Linked DNA regions of Mus musculus: regions 2, 3, 4, 5, 6 and 7 are each linked to region 1. A link is a contact called in public HiChIP or PLAC-seq and promoter capture Hi-C data. All regions are on one chromosome and are shown on one strand. Each heading gives the region's core, a stretch centred on a gene start, on an enhancer-like site or on the middle of the called end of the contact. The rest is flanking DNA. Distances are from core to core; before and after follow the strand shown.

Evidence for each region. Promoter capture Hi-C pulls out the DNA fragments that hold promoters and counts their contacts. HiChIP or PLAC-seq counts read pairs in DNA pulled down with a chosen protein or histone mark.
Region 2: a contact with region 1 is called in a promoter capture Hi-C map of liver, with 2.1 times the contacts expected there. The contact joins two enhancer-like sites. A contact is called at or near these places in 11 of 39 promoter capture datasets (the 3T3-L1 cell line, the C10 cell line, the HPC-7 cell line and 7 more), 4 of 484 Hi-C or Micro-C datasets (cerebellar granule neurons, cortical neurons, embryonic stem cells and 1 more), 7 of 115 datasets of contacts at active chromatin or transcription factors (the 230-238 cell line, double positive thymocytes, extraembryonic endoderm stem cells and 4 more) and 3 of 9 other capture datasets (embryonic stem cells, embryonic tail and macrophages).
Region 3: a contact with region 1 is called in an H3K27ac HiChIP or PLAC-seq map of microglia, with 5 times the contacts expected there. The contact joins two enhancer-like sites. A contact is called at or near these places in 8 of 39 promoter capture datasets (cranial neural crest, frontonasal cranial neural crest, hippocampal neurons and 5 more), 1 of 15 datasets of contacts at CTCF or cohesin (pro-B cells), 12 of 484 Hi-C or Micro-C datasets (the 3T3-L1 cell line, the Ba/F3 cell line, the C10 cell line and 8 more), 2 of 115 datasets of contacts at active chromatin or transcription factors (large pre-B cells and microglia) and 1 of 9 other capture datasets (embryonic stem cells).
Region 4: an H3K4me3 HiChIP or PLAC-seq map of bone marrow-derived macrophages shows a contact between it and region 1, with 4 times the contacts expected there. The contact joins two enhancer-like sites. A contact is called at or near these places in 1 of 39 promoter capture datasets (HPC-7-derived erythroid cells) and 2 of 115 datasets of contacts at active chromatin or transcription factors (bone marrow-derived macrophages and microglia).
Region 5: an H3K27ac HiChIP or PLAC-seq map of T-cell acute lymphoblastic leukemia shows a contact between it and region 1, with 5 times the contacts expected there. The contact joins two enhancer-like sites. A contact is called at or near these places in 2 of 39 promoter capture datasets (the HPC-7 cell line and liver), 1 of 484 Hi-C or Micro-C datasets (CD4 T cells) and 4 of 115 datasets of contacts at active chromatin or transcription factors (T-cell acute lymphoblastic leukemia, acute myeloid leukemia, large pre-B cells and 1 more).
Region 6: an H3K27ac HiChIP or PLAC-seq map of microglia shows a contact between it and region 1, with 5 times the contacts expected there. The contact joins two enhancer-like sites. A contact is called at or near these places in 3 of 39 promoter capture datasets (the C10 cell line and pre-B cells), 1 of 484 Hi-C or Micro-C datasets (pre-B cells), 1 of 115 datasets of contacts at active chromatin or transcription factors (microglia) and 1 of 9 other capture datasets (embryonic stem cells).
Region 7: a contact with region 1 is called in an H3K4me3 HiChIP or PLAC-seq map of pro-B cells, with 4 times the contacts expected there. The contact joins two enhancer-like sites. A contact is called at or near these places in 14 of 39 promoter capture datasets (the 3T3-L1 cell line, 3T3-L1-derived adipocytes, the C10 cell line and 11 more), 1 of 15 datasets of contacts at CTCF or cohesin (large pre-B cells), 1 of 484 Hi-C or Micro-C datasets (the HPC-7 cell line), 7 of 115 datasets of contacts at active chromatin or transcription factors (T-cell acute lymphoblastic leukemia, bone marrow-derived macrophages, double positive thymocytes and 4 more) and 1 of 9 other capture datasets (embryonic stem cells).

What each region holds. Positions count from the first base shown.
Region 1 is chr7:83,657,642-83,661,082 of GRCm38.p6, reverse strand. Il16 (interleukin 16) reads left to right here. Exons shown (of 19, transcript NM_001360087.1): 12 at 1-285. Among named protein-coding and RNA genes, the nearest start is that of Stard5, 27 kb to the right of the region's middle. Within about 2 kb of position 1,557, at least 149 of the 459 cell types and tissues checked have an H3K27ac peak or open chromatin away from gene starts, as enhancers often do. A contact at or near this core is called in bone marrow-derived macrophages, double positive thymocytes, liver and 2 more, where this site is marked.
Region 2 is chr7:82,722,008-82,725,412 of GRCm38.p6, reverse strand. All of the region lies in intron 15 of Efl1 (elongation factor like GTPase 1), which reads right to left. Among named protein-coding and RNA genes, the nearest start is that of 4933406J10Rik, 32 kb to the left of the region's middle. Within about 2 kb of position 2,057, at least 19 of the 459 cell types and tissues checked have an H3K27ac peak or open chromatin away from gene starts, as enhancers often do. A contact at or near this core is called in liver, where this site is marked.
Region 3 is chr7:84,277,937-84,280,971 of GRCm38.p6, reverse strand. All of the region lies in intron 11 of Arnt2 (aryl hydrocarbon receptor nuclear translocator 2), which reads left to right. Among named protein-coding and RNA genes, the nearest start is that of Gm25790, 44 kb to the left of the region's middle. Within about 2 kb of position 1,566, at least 10 of the 459 cell types and tissues checked have an H3K27ac peak or open chromatin away from gene starts, as enhancers often do. A contact at or near this core is called in microglia, where this site is marked.
Region 4 is chr7:82,836,986-82,839,974 of GRCm38.p6, reverse strand. It overlaps Gm36584 (a long non-coding RNA gene), which reads left to right. Exons shown (of 5, transcript XR_003946820.1): 4 at 1,755-1,933; 5 at 2,583-2,989. Among named protein-coding and RNA genes, the nearest start is that of 1700010L04Rik, 13 kb to the left of the region's middle. Within about 2 kb of position 1,359, at least 24 of the 459 cell types and tissues checked have an H3K27ac peak or open chromatin away from gene starts, as enhancers often do. A contact at or near this core is called in bone marrow-derived macrophages and microglia, where this site is marked.
Region 5 is chr7:82,771,999-82,774,990 of GRCm38.p6, reverse strand. It overlaps Efl1 (elongation factor like GTPase 1), which reads right to left. Exons shown (of 20, transcript NM_175317.3): 19 at 2,350-2,534. Among named protein-coding and RNA genes, the nearest start is that of 4933406J10Rik, 18 kb to the right of the region's middle. Within about 2 kb of position 1,635, at least 46 of the 459 cell types and tissues checked have an H3K27ac peak or open chromatin away from gene starts, as enhancers often do.
Region 6 is chr7:82,819,424-82,822,592 of GRCm38.p6, reverse strand. It overlaps Gm29796 (a long non-coding RNA gene), which reads right to left. Exons shown (of 3, transcript XR_378297.3): 2 at 2,763-2,939. Among named protein-coding and RNA genes, the nearest start is that of Gm29796, 10 kb to the right of the region's middle. Within about 2 kb of position 1,737, at least 15 of the 459 cell types and tissues checked have an H3K27ac peak or open chromatin away from gene starts, as enhancers often do. A contact at or near this core is called in microglia, where this site is marked.
Region 7 is chr7:82,689,876-82,693,032 of GRCm38.p6, reverse strand. It overlaps Efl1 (elongation factor like GTPase 1), which reads right to left. Exons shown (of 20, transcript NM_175317.3): 13 at 419-570; 14 at 37-203. Among named protein-coding and RNA genes, the nearest start is that of Efl1, 43 kb to the right of the region's middle. Within about 2 kb of position 1,437, at least 95 of the 459 cell types and tissues checked have an H3K27ac peak or open chromatin away from gene starts, as enhancers often do. A contact at or near this core is called in bone marrow-derived macrophages, double positive thymocytes and pro-B cells, where this site is marked.

The sequences.
Region 1 (3,441 bases), core at 308-2,807:
CACAGTCCCAGCCTGTCCCCAGGGGAGGAGCAAGAGCCGTGCCCAGGGGTCCCATCCAGGCCTCAGCAGGAGAGCCCACCCCTTCCTGAGAGCTTGGAAAGAGAGAGCCACCCACCACTGAGACTGAAGAAATCTTTTGAGATTTTGGTGAGAAAGCCGACATCCTCCAAACCCAAGCCTCCACCCAGAAAATACTTTAAAAATGACAGCGAGCCTCAGAAGAAACTGGAGGAGAAAGAGAAGGTCACAGACCCTTCTGGGCACACCTTGCCCACCTGCAGCCAGGTAGGAGGGTGTGCTCAGTGGGACGTGTGTCCCCTGCAACATGCAAAGCTGCTGCCCTTGAGCATTAGAAATGTCTGCAGGCTTCCTGTACTCTGGCATAGAGAAGCACTCTCTTTAAGCTCACTGTGCAGAGACATATGAAGCTTCGCAGAACCAAACCGGAAGTTCCGGGCCTGCCAACTGTTGGCAGTAACACTCGCGGGTCACATGGCTCACGCGCTGGTGTATCAGCAGCAGGGTTACTTTGTGGTGGGGAGGCTGAGTCCAGGAATCTGAGATGCTCTGCTAACCACAAGTAGTCACCCCAATAGCTAAAGCAGAGGGAGAATGATTGCTTGTGGGAGTACAAGATGTTCGCGAGAAATTAACTTTGCCTTCTGGAGGTGGGGAGACTCGGAAACCATCCTCTCTAAGTCTAGGTGTCCTTAGCTGCTACTTTGGGCTTTTTGAGTGGCTCCCTCTACAGGCTGTTGTGAGACTTAGATCTTCCCTTCCGTATATTGAAGACTCCAGCACCATAACTTCTCTTGGAGCTTCTTCCTCTAGCTTTACACCCAAAGGATGGTAGGTAGACAGGAAGGCAGCTGCTGAAACTTGAGCCCTTTCAACAAAGGACACTGTTTTAGGGTTTCTATTACTGTGAAGAGCCACCAAGACCATGGCAACTCTTATAAAGGACGTTTAATTGGACTTACAATTTCAGAGGTTTAATCTATTACTGTCATTGTGGAAAACATGACATCAGGTAGGCAGACATGGTTCTGGAGGGGCTTTGTTTTACATCTTGATCTACAGGCAGAAGGAGACTGCCACACTGGGCATAGCTTGAGCATATAAGACCTCAAAGCCCGCCTCCACAGTGACATACTTCCTCCAACAAAGCCACAACTACTCTAACAAAGCCACACTCCCTACTAGTGCCAGTGCCTATTGGCCAAGCACTTAAACACACAACTCTATGAGGGCTGTCCCTACTCAAACCACCATAGGCATTATGCTAGATATGTTCACGCACGTTGTTTTAGTTCATCCTTCCCCGGGTCTGAGGGTGAGATTCCCAGTTTCACAGAAGAAGAACTTACTTAAGTTTGTGTTGCTGAGGCGTGCAGTGAAGGCTGCTAGGGGTGAAGTAAGGCCTCTGGAAATCCCCTAGAAGAAAGCAGGAGATTTGTCAAACTGCCCATTGACAAGCTTCAGTGAGGTGGATGGGGAAGGAAATTCTTGAGTTCCTTGGTGAAGACACAGTGAAGGAGGAGCTGTGTTACCAAACAGGAAGTACAGACTTTCAGGCAGCTGAACGTGCCGGGCTGACTAGCAACCAGAGAGGGCGGGGTATCCTGTGAATGTGTTTCCCTGACTCCCCCTTCAGCAAACACTTCATTTGGATCTGAGGCAGAATCTAGAAGGCAAACCAGAAGGAAATGTTGAAAGGGTAGACATTTTGCTTTCCTCCTGCAGACCCAGGAAAGGAGAACAGGTGCCTTGATGAATCTCTTTGGCTTCCTGATTGGGTGGGGCCACATGTCGGGCAAGGAGCATTGCCAAGTAAGACAGCCAGGGGAGGAAGCAGGTGTTCTGTAGGGAAGGCCAGGCAAGGAGCCAAGGTATTTAAGACAGCACACAGACAAATATAAACACATGTATGTGCGAGCATGTGCACTCTCTCTCTCTCTCTCTCTCTCTCTCTCTCTCTCTCTCTCTCTCTCTCTCTCTCTCTCTATCTCTCTCTCTGATTTCTCTGTTCAGCATCCCACATCTTGAGCAATCTGCCCTGCCTTTGGCTTCCTTCCCTGTTCACACCAGCAATATGGTCCACACTAACACAAAGGCCGTTCTGTGGCTGCTCTTTTGTCCTCTCTGCATCATCCCACATGGCCAGTAGACCCTTCTGTAACTTATTCACTCAACCAACAGAGCATTGTTGTGCTGGCAGAGAGATCACAAAGACAGGCTTCTAGTCTGACAGAAAACAGGAAGCAGTTGACCTTCTACACCATTCTTAACAGCCTTGGCCACTCCCAGACCTTTCTCAATGGATCTTATTGCCTGTGATTCCATTTTCAACCCTTCTTCTCTCTCCCTTTTCTCCCTCTTCCCTTCTTTTTTCCTACCTTCTTCTCTTGTTTCTGTCTGTAGTCTTTTCTCTCTAGGGTCCTAAGACCCTTCTCAAGCAGATATGTACGACAGGTTACATTTAATGTAACTGAAGGTAACCCAATTTCCTGTACCCAAATGACCTTCAAGATACTTCCCATGAACCTGGAGAGATGACTCAGGATCACTGGCTGCTCTTCTAAAAGATCCAAGCTCCATTCCCGCACTTACACGGAGGCTAGTAATCACCGGTAACTCCAGTTCCTGTGGATCTGATGCCCAATCCGGCCTCTGTGGGAGCTCTGTGGGCACCCACACTGTCTTAAAATACCACTCACATTTAAGAAAATGATTTTGTATTCTCTGATTAGTCCCCATCTCTCATCCTCTTGCCTTACCTCCTCCCTCTCCCCTCATTCACCAAGTGCTGAGCCAGGGAACATTTGCCTGAATAAATTTTGTGTAGAAATCAAATTAAGTTTGGGATTAATTTAAAAGACCTTTTCCAAAGATAATGCAACGTAAGAGGTGTTGATTAAAAGGTAAAATGTGGGTTCTGAGAAGACAACTAATCAATAAAGGAGCTCCAGAGAACCATAAGGTCCTGGCCCAGTCCAAGAACCCACATCAAAAACAACATCACAAGACCAACATGGAAAGGCAGAGGCAGGCAAATCCCTGGGGCTGGTAGCCAGCCAGCTTTGCCTATTTGGGGCACTCTGAACCAGCGAGTGACCATCTCAAAACACAGGTATGTAGTTTCTGAGGAACAACACCTGAAGTCCCTTTGGCCTCTACACCCATATACTCACAGGAACAAGGACACATACATACAAGTACACATGAGGAAGAAAAAGGAGAGAAAAAGGAAGAGAAGAGAAGAGGAGAGGAGAGGAGAAGAGAAGAGAAGAGAAGAGAAGAGAAGAGAAGAGAAGAGAAGAAAGGGATAGCCACAAAATGGAATATTTCTCTGCTCTAAAGAAAAGTTAAATAAAAAAAATCAGAAAAAAAGTTTTTTCAGGAAAACAGATGACATAGAATGTATACTATTAACCCAAGCCA
Region 2 (3,405 bases), core at 808-3,307, 940 kb after region 1:
TGTGTGGGGAAGGTGTCCTGAGGCTCTGCGGCTCTGCAGAGCTGAATGTCAAGCCCTTTAAGAGGACCGTTTCTGGGTTTACAATAGGCTCTAGTATTCTCAGTTTGTGAACAGGGTCAGCTGGCAGCTGTTACATTTCTTGGGGAGTTATGAAACAAAACCAGGCATAGGATTCCCTAAAAAGTGCAAAGTGCTGGGAAGCCTGCCCAGCTGAACCTGCCAGGTTATCTAGTAAGCCCTGGAGCAAAACACCCGAGCAACACAAAACATCAGTGAAGGGCTCACTGGCAGGGCTGGCCATGCTCCTGTCCACACCACAGCCAGGTACCTTCTGTGGGCCTCTGGTACTCTTCAGAGGTGGGAAAGGCAGGCAGCATACTAAAACAGCGTGGAAAGAAAGTATTCACTCCGTTACACTACATTACAAGTTACTGGTTCATAATTATTTTTTATTGAAGTATTTTTTCTCACCTCTGAAGAGTATAAAAGTCCTAAGTGTCTTTCTCATCTCAGAAAGACTACTGTGTAGTAAGACACAGAGGATCAGCATACAGTACTCAGGTACCTACAGGAAGCCACAGAACCATAGTGATGGCTGACCAAACCAGACTGTCGCACAAGCTCACCCTCAGTGACTTACCAGTGCTAATCTGCTTCAAGACCATCACTTTACCCATGGAGGAGGGGGAAGAAAAAAAAAAAAAAGAAGCAAAGCCCAGCAGGAGGGATGACCCCTAAACGTGCTTTCCTGGTAAAGCTGAGGATTAATCCTCATGACCAGGCTTCTTCAGAAGGCTCCAGTTCTTCCTTACTGTCAATCATGATCCGGCTGTACCATGTATAGTGAAACCATGTGTTCTCAGAAAGGAACAGTCTGCCAGTTTCTTACCTCAACATTTAGAGAAAAGAACTTAGAGAATGGAATGAATAAGAACTTTATTGTTCAACTAATAAATAAGGAGAGTTTCTTTTCCCAGACTGGGTAATGAGGAAGCAAATGGAATCTGCCTGTCATGTCCACTCTGGTGGGCTGTGTCTTGAGGAATTTGCTGTATGTGTGAACTCACAGCAGGTATTTACTTCCTTAGAGGACACAGTTCACAGCAATGCCACAAGTGGTGCCCATTTCCCAATCATTGGTTAGAGTGCATTTTCAGAAAAAAATATGGACCTAGACTTCATACAATAAATGAAGATAAGCACTCGGGCAGGCTGAGCAGTAGCAATATATCTGGAGCTGTTCACAGTGCGAGTTATGGTTCTCTAGAGGAGGGGAGGGAAGGGGAGGGGAGGGGAGGGCCTTTCTTTCTTGCCTTTCCCTGTCTCCTCTCACTCTCTCCTTTCCTATGCATCCTAGACAAGGCTCTATCATACAGCTCTAGCTCTAGGTCTATCCATTAATTGTTCTTCTTCTTTTTTTAACCTCTCTGGCAAAAGCTACAATACACAAGAATATGAGTAGAAAACTGAAAAAGTAATTCAAAGTACTTAATAAAAGCTGAGTATCTTCAACACACATTAAAAAAAAAAAGAAGCTTTTTATCAGTAAATGAGAACAGTAAAAGAATACAGGCCATGTTGGGTATGACGGTACACTGAGTTCCATCTAGTGTGGCCTAGTCTATAGAGTGAGTTCCGGATCAGTCAGAGCTACACAGTGAGATGCTGTCTTCAAGAAAAACACTCACCTTCAACACATCTGCTGTGTGTTAGTTCCAGTGTATTTTGTAGTTGGAACTTCAGCCTTCACGGTTTTTCTTTTTTAGAGGGCAGCTGTACTTTCATTTCCAAGGGAAACAGTTCCTATCTGCCTCAGTAGCAATGCACAGGCTCCCCCTCACAGTTCTGGAGCACATCTGTATCTGGAAGCTTTGTTATGTGCAATTCTTACTTATTTCCCACTTAAAAATTCCTCTAGGCTCTCTCCTTCCTACTTTTAACTAACAGCCAGCTAAAAAACAAAGGGTCAGAGGTCAAAGGGCAACAGGGGAAAGGTCATTGAAACACCACCATCATGTTTTAGCACAAAGTACTCGACTCTAGGAAAGCCCAGCTCTGCTGTCTCCTCATGCACATTGTGCAAGCACAGGGGTGTGCGTGCGTTCACTGTGCAAGGAGGGCACAACAAATACCCAGGGCTGAAACCCCTCTCACCAAGCAAATTGCTTCCAGATTCCGTGTGCTCTTGTGTCATGGAGTTTTGCTACAGTCAGAAGCAGCCACCTATGTCTGATCTAGTTAGGTATTTAATGCCTTTGTTTTTAATACAATGTAATGACTTTAATATAATTTTACAGTAATCTCAGCACTCAGAAGGCTGAGGAAGTTACACTTGTCTAAGTTTAGGCCAGCCTGGGCCTGAGACAGACTGTGTTTCTGGGGGAAAAAAATTAAATAAATGTGCATAATTTAGTCTTTAAAAATAGCCAAGTTTAACAACTGGCTGGCAAAATTTGTGAAACTTAACAACTGGCTCTTGAGAACTGACAGCTCCCCCTGTTTTGTCCTACAGGGCCAATCAGATTTTCCAGAGCTGAGCTTGTGGCTCCAGCTATTTGAGGGCTGCAGTCTGTGGCTTGGTTTTTCTCCCATTTTGGCATCCGTTTCTGATCTACAATCTTTACAGTCCTTGCCTCCTGTCTCATGGCGGAGACAAGCTCTCTTCAGTGGTCTCCTGAATGCTTCACGGTGCTGGGCAGCCATATCATTTCTCGGTAACACGTACTGAGAAGTGTACCACATGGGGGGCGGGGGGAAGGGTCTGTTATCACCTCAGAGGGAACTTAGAGACCTCCTGACAGGGCTGAGAGGACACAAGCCTGAGGACACAGAAGTGTCACAACACTGCACATTGTTCCATAGCTTGCTTCTAACTAGGGAGGTGTACATGCTAACATGAAGATTATGAGTACAGGACTGGCGTAAGCCACTTCTCTTCAAGAATGCAGACAACAGAGTGCGCTTATAAGCACACTGGGCTCCATACTAGCATTACCACACCCGTGAGAGCTGGGTTGTACTTGAATTGTGATGGCTACCATATCTGTAGGATGAGCAACTTGTCAGCTCCATTACAGTCCTGTGGGAATCACATCTTCATGAGAGAAGTGCCTTACGAGGCTGTGACTATAATCTCAGCTAGGGAGCAGCTCCGAAGGAGGATTCTGAGTCTCCTTCTCTAAAATCTCAGCCTGAAGGTTAATTTCTTGATCTTTGCTGTTTAAAGTCCTTGAACTCTGAATAGAACAATCATGTCCTTTGAAGCTTTTTGTAGGCAGCAAGCGTTGCTGGTCTCAGAGCACGGTGCAAGTTTCTTACTTCATCCATCATATGAAGGATGCCAGCAGAGGAGAGTGGGCACAGTGACTGCGGCCCAGTAGCTGGCTCTCTTCTTGATCCTCAGCT
Region 3 (3,035 bases), core at 317-2,816, 620 kb before region 1:
CCTACATGGGCAGCTCTATGAAGCTCCCTTCCTCCCTGATCTCAGCTCTACTCTTCCGATGTCACCCCTTCCAGTTCCTGCCACTCCTGGCTGCCCTTCCACTTCCTGGCCCCTGTTTAGTTGGCTTCTTCACATTCTTCTGCAGTTGTGATGAGAGGGCCTGACATCAGCCGTATAACTTCTTCACAACCTCAACCACTGGCTCGCTCACTCCAGCTTACTTGTCTTCTAGCTTCCTGCTTCCAGGCAGCTCTTCAAATGTCCGTCTGAGGGCCCAGGAGCCTCCAGACCCAGCACGCTGCCTCTTCTCTTAATGGCCGCCTCTCCCTCACACTACTCCCAGCCAGTGGCTCAAAACGAAGCTCAGTATCTCTTAGGCACAGAGCCCTACTGGAACACCTTCACAAAAGTGATATCTCCCTGCTTCTTCCCATCATCCCTGCCCCCCACCTAACTTTTGCAGGTGACCCCTTGTGCTTCTGTTATCATTTCACTCCAAGCCTTTGTAAAAATGAATACTAGGTTTAGTCAGTTTTCATTAAAATTTGCCAACAATGGTCCATATACTTAGAGTTAAGTACAAATTTCATCCCATAATTTCAGGCTTCATGTAAGTCTGGTCCTGTTCCATCCTTCTTTGGACACTATTCTTCAGTCACGTTAGCCTTCTCTCTGTTTCTTGACCATTTTCTTTCCCATCTTTTGACCATGACTGAGCCATTCTTTAGCTGGAGTGCTGACCTCTACTATTCACAGGGACTGATACCTTTCAAACCATGTCATCCATGAGATCTCACCAGTGGCTAAAGAGGTCCCATCCTCCTCCACCTCTTGTCTCTCCTTTACCATATGTCTTTTCCTTTATCCACTTCCTCTATTTTTTTCCTCCTTTACTGAAACCTGGATTTGCTGTGGGCAGACCCCAGGCCTGTACTTGTGCACGCCATTTTCATGAAGGTAGATTTGAACCAAGCTGCCTAAGTAGATCAGAACTTATAGCATGTGGCTCCCATTTGAGGAAAATGTGAAATCAGAATGGTAAGACTACCAGGATTCTTCGTGACACATTTGCTGAGTGTAAGGATGTAAATCTATCCAGATCCTTCTTCATGTGTTTCCCCGTGGAATCCCCAACCCTGCCCCATGAATACTGTCACCATGTTTTTCCTAGTAGACAGTGGGACTAAGAAAGTTTTGAGTGTCATGCACCACCACTGCCATCATGATTGAGCATGTTTAAACAGAAAGGATGGGCGTGAAGTAGGAGCCTACCCAAAGTTTCTCTCTTTCATTTTGACTTCTTGGCAAATTGACTGAGAAAGGGATTCTGGGAGTGGATACTTTCCTGGCCCCTGGGACGGTACACTGATACCACACTAAACTCAGAACTTGTGTGTGTTCTATGGTCTTCCTGTCTGAGCTGTTCAGTGCTTTTGTTTAAAACAAGAGCTCAAGAGCTGACTCAGCTTTCTCAAGAACAAACCACTTCCCTTTATCAACATTGGTCCCCCTTCATTGATGGTGGCCAGTGCCCAAAGAACACAAACTCAGGCCAAGACTGGGTGTGCCTTGGGATGTCTTTGTGGCTCTACAGTTGCTGCTGTCAATGTGTCCTGGGCCTGTGCCAGGGCTTCCACCTCTGATGCCACAGCCCTGGTTTCCCTTTCACTAAGGGATGAGGTAGCTGGTACAAGTCATTGAAGCTGGCTGCTAGAGTGAAATGAGATGTCCAATTCCTTTTACTTTTCAAACCTGCCAGGTCCTTGTGGCATATGTAGTTTGCATAGTCAAATGTGACACGGGATAGAGGGAAGCCCAGGTGAGATGTGAGTGTATGCTCTGGAGGTCCTACTTGATGGTAATAATGATGATGGTTGGTGGTCATCAATAATATTGATAGTGATGGTAATGGTAGTGGCAGTAATAATGATAACAATGGTAATGACTGTGATGATATTGATGGCCATGATACTAATGGCTTTGACTGTGATAGTTACAAATGATTGTCATGGTGATTATGACTGTGAAAATGATGATGGTGATAGTAATAATTGTTGTGGTGATAATGGTGATAACAGTGACTGTGACTGTGGAGGTGATGATGATAGTGATGATAATGATGGTGATGCTGCCATGATGGTGATAACAGTGATTGTGATGTTAATAGTAATTAGTGTGAGGATGACCATGGTTGCGATGTGGTGGTTGTAATGGTGATGATGGTGATAGCAGTTGTGGTGCTTTGAATAAAAATGGCCCCCATGGGTTCATATATTTGAAGCACTGGTCCTCGGGGAGTGGCACTATTTGACAGGGATTCGGAGGTGTGGCCTTACTGGAGTAGGTAGAGCCTGTTAAAGGAAGCATGTCAATCAGGGTGAGCTTTGAAGTTTCAGATGCTCAAACCAGGGCCCAGGGTCTCTCTCTATGCCTGCCACCTGTAGATCCAAAGGTAGAAAGAACTCCCAGCTCCTCTCCTGTGCCGTGTCTGGCTGTGCAGCACTGTGCTGAAAGCCATGCTGGTAATGGACTAAATCTCAGAACTGTAAGCCAATTAAATGCTTTCCTATATAAGAGCTGTGTGGTCAGGTGTCTCTTCACAGCACTAGAACATCGATTAAGACACTAATGATGGTGATGGTGGTGATTGTCAGGTGAAGATGGTAACTATGATGATGATACCTATAACCGCTGTTTTCATAGAGAGCCAGGCTAAGCTAGGTTTTGGGATCTTTGCAGTCTCCTGTATTACTAGCCCCACACTTGAGTGAAGCACAATAGGATGCATCACTCTGAGGTTATTTAGACCTGGGTCATGTTACCAACCCTGTTTACAAGCACAGTTCAATCCCCCATCACTCCTTGGCTTTCTTGCCCATACACAGTTGTGCTGTGCTTTCTATAAGGGGAGCCAAGAATCTCATGTGCCAGCATCATGCCTACCCTCCAACTCTTCCCCAAACTTCATTCCCCTTCTGGAATCCTTCATTCAGGTCAGGACCTCAACAATAGGTCCCAACTGCTAGCCCTCCTGC
Region 4 (2,989 bases), core at 110-2,609, 820 kb after region 1:
ACAAACACCATTTCTGGAATGCAAGAGCAGGGCTCTGTGTTCAAAGCTGCCTGCCTGGCTGTGATGCACCTGTTAGCTTCCACTTGATTGGGCTTACCTTGCATCTTGCATTCTGCCTGGAGCAAGCTCAGCTAAGATGCTAATGTGGAGTTCATGGCTCTTTATGGTGTCTTCTAATTCCCTTCGGACAAGTTCTTTCTCCAAACCTCACTGGAATTTTGCTCCCATCTCCATGAGGTTGCCTTTCTTTCCAGTGCTGCGCTCCCCTTTTCTGTTGTGGGTATTCTCTTGTATTTTTTGGCCTCAGACTGTGACCGCTCTGGGCTTACAATGTTTGCTGTTGAGTATACAATTCAGACATCTCTCTCCAGTAAAAATTTTCCATTCATAGAAGCCTCTGTCTGAAAGATCACGAGCCAACTTGAATCTTTATTCAAGAACCAGCTATTGCCCTGGAGGCATTCCGATCCTACACACTCTACAGAGTAACCATTGCTCATTGTTTCTGTAAGGGGCCAGTAAGGTTTGTCAGGGACCGAGCAGAGTTATGACTGGCTAAAAAGGTTGTCAACTCTGTGCTCATGCGTTTCCTCTGAACAGTCGAACTCTGTGAAGTGATAGATGAATACAGTTTAAGATCAAGCCTCGGGGACAAAAACACAACATACTAGAAAATATCTGGCAAATACTGTCCTACAAAGAATGTTCTGGACTGGGCAGATCCACATATGCTCTGCAAAGAGCTCTCCTGTCGGCCATCTGTGGTTAACAAGCATGCTCCTCACCGACCGTCTGCTTTTGGCTTCTTTTCAGCCTTAAATAAATAAAGATGATTTATCATGTGAGACCAGGGAGTCTGCCTTTGTAAAATGAAAGTCTAGCACACTGGGAATACAATGAGGGAGGAATTGTCTGGAAAGGGAATAGAGTCCTGCCTGCCATCATTACCAGCGAGTCTCCTCTCTTGTACTTTGTTCTCCAAGCAGTCTCTGGAAACAAAGCCTTCCCTTCAACTTCCTTTATTATCACTGATGAGAGCAGTGTTGTTCTCAGTACATGGTTATGGGGTAATGGTAAAGCTCTAGCTATTGGAGTGCCATGACTCTTCTTGTTGCTGCTACTGCTACTACCTCTCTCCCCTCCCCCCTTTCTGTGTGTGTGTGTGTGTGTGTGTGTGTGTGTGTGTGTGTGTGTGTGTGTAATGAAGAGACAGGTTGTCTGTGAGCTAGCACTATCCAAATGTACCAAGCTTGTAACTGTGATGACAGAAACCATCTATATGTCCTATCCAGTACTGGAGCCACTAGTCTCTTGAGCCCTTGATATGTGGCTCATGTGGTGGAAGAGGAAGTGACTTTTAAACTGCATTGAATTCTCTGAGTTGTAAGAGAAGTGGCACCACGAGACAGTGGCTCTTGTCTGGACAGCAATAGACCATTCTGCTCTTTGTGCTTTTGCTGACTCTGTGGCCCACAAATGCACTCTGTTCAACCAAAGTTCCCTAGGCAGCACAGGGTGCCATGTAAGTGCTTATGGTTGCCAAAATTACAGAGCCACACTGCCTAGAGCTTACCAGCCTTGTAGAGCAAAGGAGGGTTCTTGTACAGTGTGAAAGTGCAGTAATGAGCTTGTGTGAAGGGATATTCTCGAAAGTGGGTCAAGTACTATGTCCCAGGAGCATATGTAACAACTTTGAAAAAGAGGTGAAATTTAGTGATGTGTTCTGAAATTCTGGACTTTTATCTATTTTTCAGAAGGAGAGACTGGCCTTGGGCCTTAAGCTTGAGTGAGCCCCAATTTTCTTCACTGACAAGGCTTTTCATCAGGCCCTGGCAACAACCTAAGAAAGATCTGTCTCTGTTTTGATATCATTAAAAATCCATTCATCAACCCATCACCAGGCAATCCACCAGCAAATCAAATCAAGCCAACAGTAAGTATGTTTATAAGGATATATCAGCATTCCCACAAGTCTATGACAGTCATCTAGTCAGATGACTTTTTAAGGAACCTGAGGCACAGAGGAACACAATGTGGGACCCCTTCGGGAGCATGTGGATAGAAAGAGTCAGAACAGACTGGAAACATACACTGCCTGAAGACAGTTTTAACAAAAATTTCAATTAGGTTTATCCGTGGTTTACTTTATGTGTGAATGTTTGCCTGTATGTATGTATGTGTGCATGTATGTGCACCACCTGTATAGCTGTCACCCTCAGATGTCAGAAAAGGGTGTCAGATGCCCTGGAACTACAATTGCAGATGGTAGTGGGCCACCAAGTAGGTGCTGACAATTTAGCCAGTGTCCTTTAGACAAGTAATTGGTATTCTTAATTGCCGAAGTATTTCTCCAGCCCCAAGACAATTTTTGTGTGTGTCTCTCTCCTTCTTGATTTGAATTAAAATTAGAAAGCATGACTTTAAAAAATAAGCATCTGGGCTGACAAGTTTGGGCGGGGGGTTCAGAAGTTAAACATGGTGTTATATTTGTACACTGCCAGGGGCTCATGTTTCCCAGGAAAGACTAACTTTGTTGCCATAACTGACAAGGACTTAACAGTTAATGATATTAACTGTTTCAGGTGGAGCAAAGGAGAGGAATCTTGTCATCTCTCAGCCTTCATCCAGGAGCACCTTCCCTCTGTTCCCTCATCAACTGAGGAGCCATGGACTCTCCATTCCTTTTGTGCCTTTTGCTAAGCCCGGAGCACATGTTCATCAGAACCTCTTCTCTCATTTGCTTTATCTTATCTAACTCCAGTGATTTAAGCAATGATAGAATACACCATGCAAGAAAGCCTGGAAGGCCATCGTTGGCAGAGGGCACAATCTCAGATACCAGTTAAACACATCCAAAGAGGGTCATCAAATCCTAGAAGGAAAACCTTGGGGAAAATTTTTGAAATGAGTATTATATTGTTTCTGAAAATTCAATAATATAAGGGAATGGAATAGTTTAGAGATTACTTGGATCTTTTGTGTTTGTTTT
Region 5 (2,992 bases), core at 386-2,885, 890 kb after region 1:
TTGGGATGCCTCTGTTAGAGCAGTCTTATCCCTTTTCTCCATACCGTATTTACCAACCAGGAAATGAAGGACAACCTTTAGTGTGTGTGTGTGTGTGTGTGTACTGCATGCATATGAATGTGCGGGTGCATGGCCATGAATGTGTACATGGAAGCCAGAGGAAGCTGCCTGGTGTCTTCACTAGGCTGGCTGGTCAGTGAGCCACAAATTGCCTGTCTTATCCTCCCAGTGCCGGGACTGTAGACATCTGCAGCCATACTTGCTTTTTCACATGGGTGCTAGCGATCTGAACTCAAGTTCTCATGTTTGCAGAGCCATGTTTTCACCCCCTGAGCCTTCTTTCTAGACCCATTCATACAAATTTAAAGAGACTCAATAAAATAAGTTTCAAAGGAAGACTCAGTATATATTTTTTTTCTGGTCAGGCCTGGTGGTGTAAACATATAACCTTATTAGCTGAGGAGGGAAGGCGGAAGGGTCGGGGATCCAAAACCAGCTGTGGCTGCATAGCCAACCTGAGAAACTTATTCATACCTTGGTCCTTTCATGAGCTTTTAAAATGAAAATAAAATATATGATAGATTGCTCATCCAATGACAATGACAGTGTAACAGCTCTGAAGGCTTACTTAAGGCTCTGTTTATAGAAAGTCCCAGGCCTTATGTACCCAATACCCTCTGTTAGATCAGAGACACTATAACCCACTTTCCTGTGCCAGTGTTGACCAAGGCCAGCCTTGTGAGCTGGATGACTGTCATCTATGATGTCAGAAGGCTGAGTTCTGACAGCTGCGCTCAGCAAGGGCAGCACCACTGAGACCGGGGCAGCACCTCTCAAGGTCACTACCCAGAAGCAGAATCGTCTCACTCAGTCACAGACAGTGTCTAGGTGCACAGCCCAGTCACCACATACCGGCCACTAGGACCCCAGGACCCCAGCAGAGCTCCTGCCCTCCAGGCACTGCCACTTAAAATCTACTTCTTTCTTTTACTGCTTCGTGTTTGATGTAAGAAACCAAACCCAAGCTCAAAGGCTAGAATTTTGGATAAACAGGAAATGGTTAACTATAAGCTGAAGGTTAACAGTGCCCTAGATGTTTTCGACACAATGAGAAACAAAGATGAAGGCTACTTGGTAAAAAGGCAATGAAGGAACTCATCAGAACATCATTTAGCATTCAAAAGTGTAAAAGTCAAGAGAAATCTTGAGTGACTGTAAAACATGCTAACTAAAGAGATGCAGCTAAGTGTGAGCACTGTTTGGTTCTATCAAGCATCATGGACTGGACTTTCATGGGGAAAGCAGACACCCAGCGCTCTGGGCTGGAAACTGCATACACCTATCCAGGTGACAGGGACTACTGAATTAAAGCAGATGTGCCTGTTCAAAGTCTTACTTCTTACTTTGCTGATCACAGTTTAAAGAGAAAGGTCTGCCTCAATTATTTCCATTTTTCACTAATCGTGTAAATGTAAGCTCTGTGTTTAAAGAATTCTAGAGAAAGAACGCCATCAAGCTGCAGGAAGTGAGAGAAGTGCAGACATAGAAAGGAGCCCTGGCCAGCAGCAAAGCCTACAACACAGGGCTCGAGGTGGTGGCTCCACATAAATTATCCCAGAAGTGAAGTCTCTGCACTGTCCCAGTAAGCAGCAGAGACAGCACGTAACCACCAGCCCAGCAGACAGTAACACTCCCAGGCTACACTCTATCGCGGAAGGAGGGAGCTAGAATTACCGAGGTTTCCTACAAACAAGAAAGCACTGCTGTTTTGAGACAGCCTCTCTTGGGCTTTAGGCTTTTCCTTCCTCAGTTTTCCTGGCCGAGTGTTCTCGCTGCTAGTTAATGGCTAAGTCTCCTTTAAGGAAGGCCTACCCCATGCCTCCCACACACTCAGAACACGGTACTAACAACACCCTTCTCTTCCCTGCAGTGCACCTACTGAGTGTCCTTTTGTGACTGCACAAAAATTTGCTGTGTGCTTGACTCCATGCTGTGGTCAAGGAAAGGCTGTGGTGAGCAGGAGCTTATAAAGACAAACTGCAGATCTCCCTTCAAGAGTTCTCCCCTTGATGCTGGAAGAATCTCTCCCCATCCTCCTACCCCCAAGGGAAAAGCGTTCGAGTTTCACATTCAAAAGTGCTGTCATTTTTCTTTAACTTAACGTATGTCTGCAGCAAGAGAAGAATGGACTAAATGCCCTGTAACTCCGATTTACGTTATAGACAGAGTGCTCGTTGGGTTGGTGCTGTGAGCTGGCTTTCACAGGCCCCTTGCCTGGGCCCCATGCCAGTAACAGCCAGCTTCACGTAGCCTCTGCCTGGCTCTCGGGAAGGTGGGGCTGCATCTCACCTCCCAGTGGCTGAACACCAGCTGTGGGCTGGCCAGTCCGCTGGTCCTCTTCCTGATCTCATCCGCAAAGCCAAAGCTTTCCGCTACAGGCAGCACAGCCTTGATGATGAACATGTCCGTCCCTTCCTTCATCTCTTCCTGAAGCACTCGACCTTCTCGCTTTGACAGCACGGCATAGACTCGGCCTACAAAACCAAAACTCCTTAAGTTCACCCACCGATCACAACTTGACCCAAAGCCACAACAATTTGCATGCTTAGTAATGATACCATGAATATTTAACTGCTAATTAAAAGGACAAAATTAGAAAAAAATGCATATAAAAGATAACAAGAGTCCAAAATGTGCCCCCCAGTGACAACCCCCACCATGCAGTGTGAGAGGTATGGCCTCTGGAATTACAAGCAGAATTATCTCTGGGCATGAAATCCAATGAGAAAAGTGTGACTGGATTCCTATAACTATTTAAATGCTTCAGTCACTATTTTTAATACGATGACCAAAATGGTGTTAAGAGACCATTTGAGCTCAGAAACCAAGCAATTGACAATGAATGGCATTTTTTTTATTTTTTATTTTTTTTTTATTTGGGAGGTTGACAGACACAGACCCGGGGACAGCGAGACGCACGGAAGCCGGGATG
Region 6 (3,169 bases), core at 488-2,987, 840 kb after region 1:
AATGTAGGGAGATAGGGAGCCACAAAAGGAGAGGGAGGTGTGTGTGTGTATGTGTGTGTGTCTCTGTGTGTGTGCGTGTTTATGGAATGTGTGTTGTATGTGTGTGTGGTATGTATGTGTGAGTGTGTATGGTGTACATGTGTGTGTGTGTTTATAGTGTATGTGTGGTGTGCACATGTGTGTGTATTTATGGAGTGTGTATGGTGTTTGTGCGTAATGTGTGTGGTGTGCATGTGTTTGTGTGTGGGTGTTAGTGTGTGTGGTGTGCACATATGTGTGTATTTATGGAGCATGTGTGGTGTGTATGTGTGTGTTAATGGAGTGTGTAATGTGGTGTGTGTGTGTGTGTGCATGTGATGTGTGTGTGTGTGTGTGTGTGAGTGAGTGTATGTGGTGTGTGTCTCTGTATGTGTGGTATGTCTCTGTGTGTATGTCTCCGTGTCCCTGTCACTTCTCTGTGCCTCTGTGTATCTATGCCTATGTGCCTGTGCATGCATATGTAGCTTTCACATGTTAAAACAAAAGAAAACAAAAATGAAGAACAATGTCTTGGAGGGAAAATTTGCAGTGGATAAGGAAGACCAAGAAGTGATGTCTTACACATACAGCCCTCATAAAAGCAGTCCTGAAAAGCACTAAGGCACTGGGAATTAATTAAGAGGCAAGTGATGGTCCGAAAACTCACCACAGTGAGTGAAAACACAATTAGTACACAACACAGCCAAACGTTCAGCTCATTGGGAACGAATAGCAACTAAAGCTCAGGGAGAGGAGTACAACCAGAGGTAAAGTAAGGTCTCTGTTAAGGAGAGGCTGCTGTGTGGAGGAGAGCTGGGGGTGGGGAAGGGGCTGTCCTGGTGTTCCAGCACTGTCTGTGAGATTAGATTCCTGCACCCTTAGCCTAGCAAAGCTACCTGCGCTTTGCCACCACCTTGTGCTGGGCCCTTTCCACTGGAGATCTTGGAAGGGATGTGTACTGATGTGAGATAAATAATCAAGACCTTCCCACCTGCCAGTCCTGCTTTCTGGGAAGCTCACCTTAGCCCTGGGGGCCACTTATATGCAATGAAGAAGAAGCACTTAGAGGCCTCTAAACGGCCTCTGCAATCCAGGACATTCTACATTGATCATTAGTCCAATGGTAAAAAGCTGAAAAGACCTCCCCGTACCCTCCATCTGTGAGCTTCCACGTTTCATTTATCAGATTCCATGGGTCTTTCAGAAAACATCCATCTTTCTCCTAAAATGTTTTTCCTTTCAGTAACGTATTTATAATAATATTAAAACATAAGTCTATGCTAAATATCTGTGAGATTCAGCATTGACCCTACAGGTCCCAGCAAGGAGGCTCATGAACATAACTTTACCATTATAAATACGTTGAGAAATCATTCCTAACTCTTCACTGCTGGGCTACGGGAAAGTAAGTACTCAGCTCAGCAGGAAGGGCCAAGGTGAGCTAAGGCTAGCTCACAAACTGATCGGATGCCTAGGAGCAGACACACCCTTCCTTTACCATTCAGCCCCAGGTCTGTGACAGCTCTGTCTCCTTACCACACTTCCCAGAGAGCAGGCCAGGTATCTGTCTTTCCCCTTTGGTTTCTGTCCTTTTGGAAACCTGGCTTCTGCTCTGGTCTGAGAGGTTGTCTCCTAACATCGTATGCACATGCAGGAGCAATCAGGACTCCCAACTGCTCTATTTGTGAACTGCAGGCTGTGTTAGTGTGGCCATGTGACACAGGGGCCCCAAGTCTGTAGTGGATATGACAACCAGGAGCAACTGCACACACTTCCTTCCTGCACCCCAAATATGTGCTTCTTCCTTTATGTCGCACTGCAGATCTTTGTTGAAAAACAAAAAGAAGACAGCACGGGTCAGCAGGCCTGGGTGTTCATGTACACAGTCCGTATAGGAGAGGCTGCTGTCTGGGTGGTCCTTGTTCTCACTCGAAAGCCTTGGTCTTCCTTCCCTGCCTCCTTACGGCTAAACTAGAAACCTCAGTCATGAGGTGTAAACTCACAAAAACAGAGATGAGACATCGGCTCTTCTAACTGGGGAACACCCACGTGTCCACTCTACATCAGTACTGCCGTACACTAGAAGGTGCTGGTCACCTCCTAGAATTTCTCTGCCCCTGCATTACTTTTTTCTTCACTTCCTTTCTTCCTTCCTTTCCTGTTTTTCAAGTGCTGTGATAAAACACTGCCCCAAAACAACATGGGACAAAAAGTGTTTAATTTCCACTTATAATTCCCAGGTCACACTTTGTCAGTGAAGGAAGTCAGGGCACAAACTTAAGGCAGGAATCTGGAGGCAGGAACCAAAGCAGGGGCCATGGAGGAGTGGTGCTTACTGGGTAGCTCTCCAGACTCCTGTTCAGCTTCGTGTCTTATACCTCCCTGCTCAGAGGTGGTACCACTCACTTAGAGCTGGGCCTCTCACATCAACCATTCATCAAGAAAATGCACTGACGCCCCAGGCATGCCTACAGGCCAATCTGATGGAGGCATTTTCTCAACTGGAGCTTCCTCTTCCTGGTGGCTCCCATTTGTATCCAGTGGAAACACTAACCAGGACATCTTTCTTTCTTTCCTTTTAATTCTCTTCCTGTGAATGAAAGAATGGAGCCTCAGAGTCCTCACTGCCTTAGTGCGCCCATGCTAACCATCCCAGCTGATGGACCCTCCATACATTCATGCAATATGCTGACCACAGGAGGCTGCTCTGAATCCATCCTTCCCAGGACCTGAACGGTACTCACGCACGGTGTCCACAGAGCTCCACCTTTGTGGGACCAGATACTCCATCATGCTCCAGTGCATTGGAACTGTGGAGAGCAATGACGTTTTGCCATTCAGCTGGGCAGGCACAGCACACAGCACGGCAAGTGGAAGAAGGAGAGGCATGCAGGTCAGACATTCGAGGAGCCCCTAAGCATCTGGAATCAAAGCCCCCAGAAGAACAGAGTAACTAGGGAGTAGACAGAAGACTGCCAGACTGACCTCCAGGCTGGCCACCCAAGGCAGTGGCTCCTGCAATGTCATTACACTTTTCTTTCCTAAAGACACACCTCGATTGTACCCACAGGTGCTTACACTGTACCATCAAAACTCTTCATCTGTTTAGAACTGGCTGTGTAGAAAACTGATGTGTTTAAAGATGTAACCA
Region 7 (3,157 bases), core at 188-2,687, 970 kb after region 1:
AAAATAATGTCCACACAGTTTACTCCTAACTCTTACCCGCTGTAAAAAATCAACAGGGCTGTACTTGGGTCCTAAGACGAAAATTTTCTTTCCTCTTCGAGCTATGCCACTGAACACACGAGCAAATGCGATGAAGGCCTCTTGGCTGCTTTCCTCCTGGGAAACAGGCTGGCGGCTTACACTTGCCACATCTGGTTCATCACCTGCCAGGCACAAAAAGATATTCAGTGCCACAAATGCTTACTTCAACCAAGTAACTGTTCCTATGTACTGAAGAAATAGTGAACATGAATATCTGGTCTGATAATAGAAACAATATTGATAAAAACAATGACAAAGTGAAAATATGAGGGACAATGTACCAAGTTAAGCAAAAATGTCAAATAGTTTCCACTAAGACCTTTTAGGAATGCTGTACCTCTTGGCTCATCTTCATGGGGACTTGTTTCAAGGGCACCTCCATCCTGGGTGGGTCCCTGGGATGTTTGCCCCTGGGCTGCTGCAAGCTTCTCTGCGTGCCTCTGTCTTGCCCGTTCCCGTCTCTGGGCCATTTCTTCTTGAGTGAGAGGCCTACAGGATATGTTATGATGTTATAATATATTATGATGATCACAGTATTTTATGATGTGGCAGCATCAAACACCTCTCATCTCTCTTTTGAAAACAAGTGCTCATATGACTGTAGAAGTGATGACCAGTACCAAGTACCCCACTGAGGCTTATCCAATTTCTCTCCAGCAAAAACTGTAGTGAAAGAAGGCTCTCCGGCCCACTACGTCCCCAATGGCTTGGAGCTTATGAACTGGTGCACAAGTGCCCATGGCCCCAAGTACCACCAAGTGCAGTTACACAAAGCCTTCCACAGAGTCAGTGTTTCTTCTGGTAGAGGCCAACAAGGAGAAGGAAGAGGATGGTTAACAGGCACCAAGGCTCAAAACACCCTGGAGAGTATGCAAACAGCCACTATGAAATGAGGTTTTCTTTTTAGTTCAAAAGTGTGTCATATTATTCCATTAGCAATAATGGAATAATGGTTTGTTTCTTTTTCCTTCATGAAAAGCGACTCTCATTTCTATCAGGACACAGAAAAGGTACTTAGAGACTGAGCATTTGGTTAGGAATCTGGGTTTGGAAGGCAGAAACCAGGCAAGGGAAGTGACCCAGGAGTCGTCTCCCTTTAAGCAGGCATTCCCATGAATACTCCCCACTCCCTGCACGTTTAACCCCAGCACTGAGTAGCAGCAGTCCTGGCCCTGGAGTTGGTAGACCGTGGCATACCCACCACTGTATTGGCTGAACATCCAGACGCTCAAGCATAAGCTTGAGCAACAGGGGCAGAGCTGCACTACACTGTCTGCCTCCCTCCACACTGTCTCTTGCCTTTGACATTACACTTTCTATTTCACTCTGTAAACCATACTGTGAAACCAGCCTCAGTCTCATCTCCCACACTGCCTTGCTTCCTTCCTCTTTCTCTTACAGCTCCAGAGGCTACAGATAGGCTACACTGTGCACATAGATAGGTACTGGGCACAGGCACGGTTGGCCTGTCTTCTAAGGAGCCACATGCTCCTGGAGCTAATGATATCCTACCTCAGACTGTTCACTGCTGTGCTCTTCAGGATCCTGCCAGCTAGATGGAAACTCGTGCTATCTATCTTCCAGACCCAGGATCTGGGCCTCTGAGCCAGACCCCGCTCACTATAGGTAGTCAAAGTGAGAGACCTCAGATCACTGGCCAGAGACTGACCATCCCTGCAGGAAATGGCTCCTCTTCATGGGAACCTCTAAACGCCTGTAAAGACAGGATGCACACTGCTTCCTTACAACGGTAAGCTACAGATGCTGTTCTGCCTTCTGCAGCAGTGTCTGATTTGTCCACTTCCTGCCTCCTTCTTTGCCATCATCAACAGCCATATCTTCCACTCCTGCTCTTCTGGCCCAAGCTACATACTTCCTCTGCAAGTTTATTTGACTCAGTCTTTTGCTAAAAGAATGCCCAAGAATAAAATCCGTGATTGGCAGTACACATGTGTAATCCCAATGCCAGGGAAATGGAAGACAGAGGAATCCCAGCCTAGCCTAATTGCCGAGCTCCAGATCAGTGAGAGATCTGTCTTTAAAACAAAAACAAGGTGGACAACATCTGAGGAATGACACAGATAAAAGCTTAACTGATAAATACACACACACACACACACACACGCTCATACTCATACACACACACAAGTATATGAAAGTATGAACTGAAACACAAATGCAGAACACAGTATTCACTGTTACTATCACTTAAGAGTCGAGGAGTCTGGAGAGAACTGCTCTCCCTAATGGGCTCATCATTGGTCTGTCCTCCGTGCTTACCACTGTACATGTAGTACAGCACAGTAACCATCACAGCAGTTAAGGGACGCACACTGTACATCACCACTTCACACACAGGAAGACAGAGACTTAGGAAGCTTAAGAAAGTTGACTCAAAGTTTAATGGATACTATATGAGCCACAATTCAAGTGTAATTTGTTGGGTCCAAACTCCACAGTCACCATCTTCCAGTCAGTAAAAATTAAAAATCACCATCTTAAGAAAAAGAAATTTAATTTTAGCTTTGGTTAAAAAAAGAAATATAATTTTATTAAATACTAAAGCCCAAGTTCATGGCATGGCACAGAATCACCATTAAGTTGATATTGGTACTGTACCCCCATAGTCTTGGAACTCAGTAGACTGCCAAGTTTGAGGCTAGGAGGTTGTTTGCTTGTTTGTTGTTTGTTTGTTGTTTGTTTTGGACAACTTAATACAAGCCAGGGTCATCTGTGAAGAGGAAATCCCAATTAAGAAAATGCCTGTAGGTGAGTCTCTGAACACCTTCTTGATTGTAACTGATAGTGCTACCTCTGGGATGGTGGTCTTGGGTTGTATAAGAAAGGCTAAAGCAAGCCAGGAGAAGCAAGCCACTAAGCAGAGTTCCACCTGGCTTCCACTTTAATTTCTGCCTCTAGGTTCCTGCCATGAGCCCATGCTCTGAGTCCTTCGATAATGAACTGTGGCACACTCTTATAAGCCACGGAATTCTTTCATCCTGCAGGGGCTTGGTCACAGTGTTTATCATAGCAATAGAGAGGAAACTAAGACACTTGAGCTGTAAGATTTTTTTTC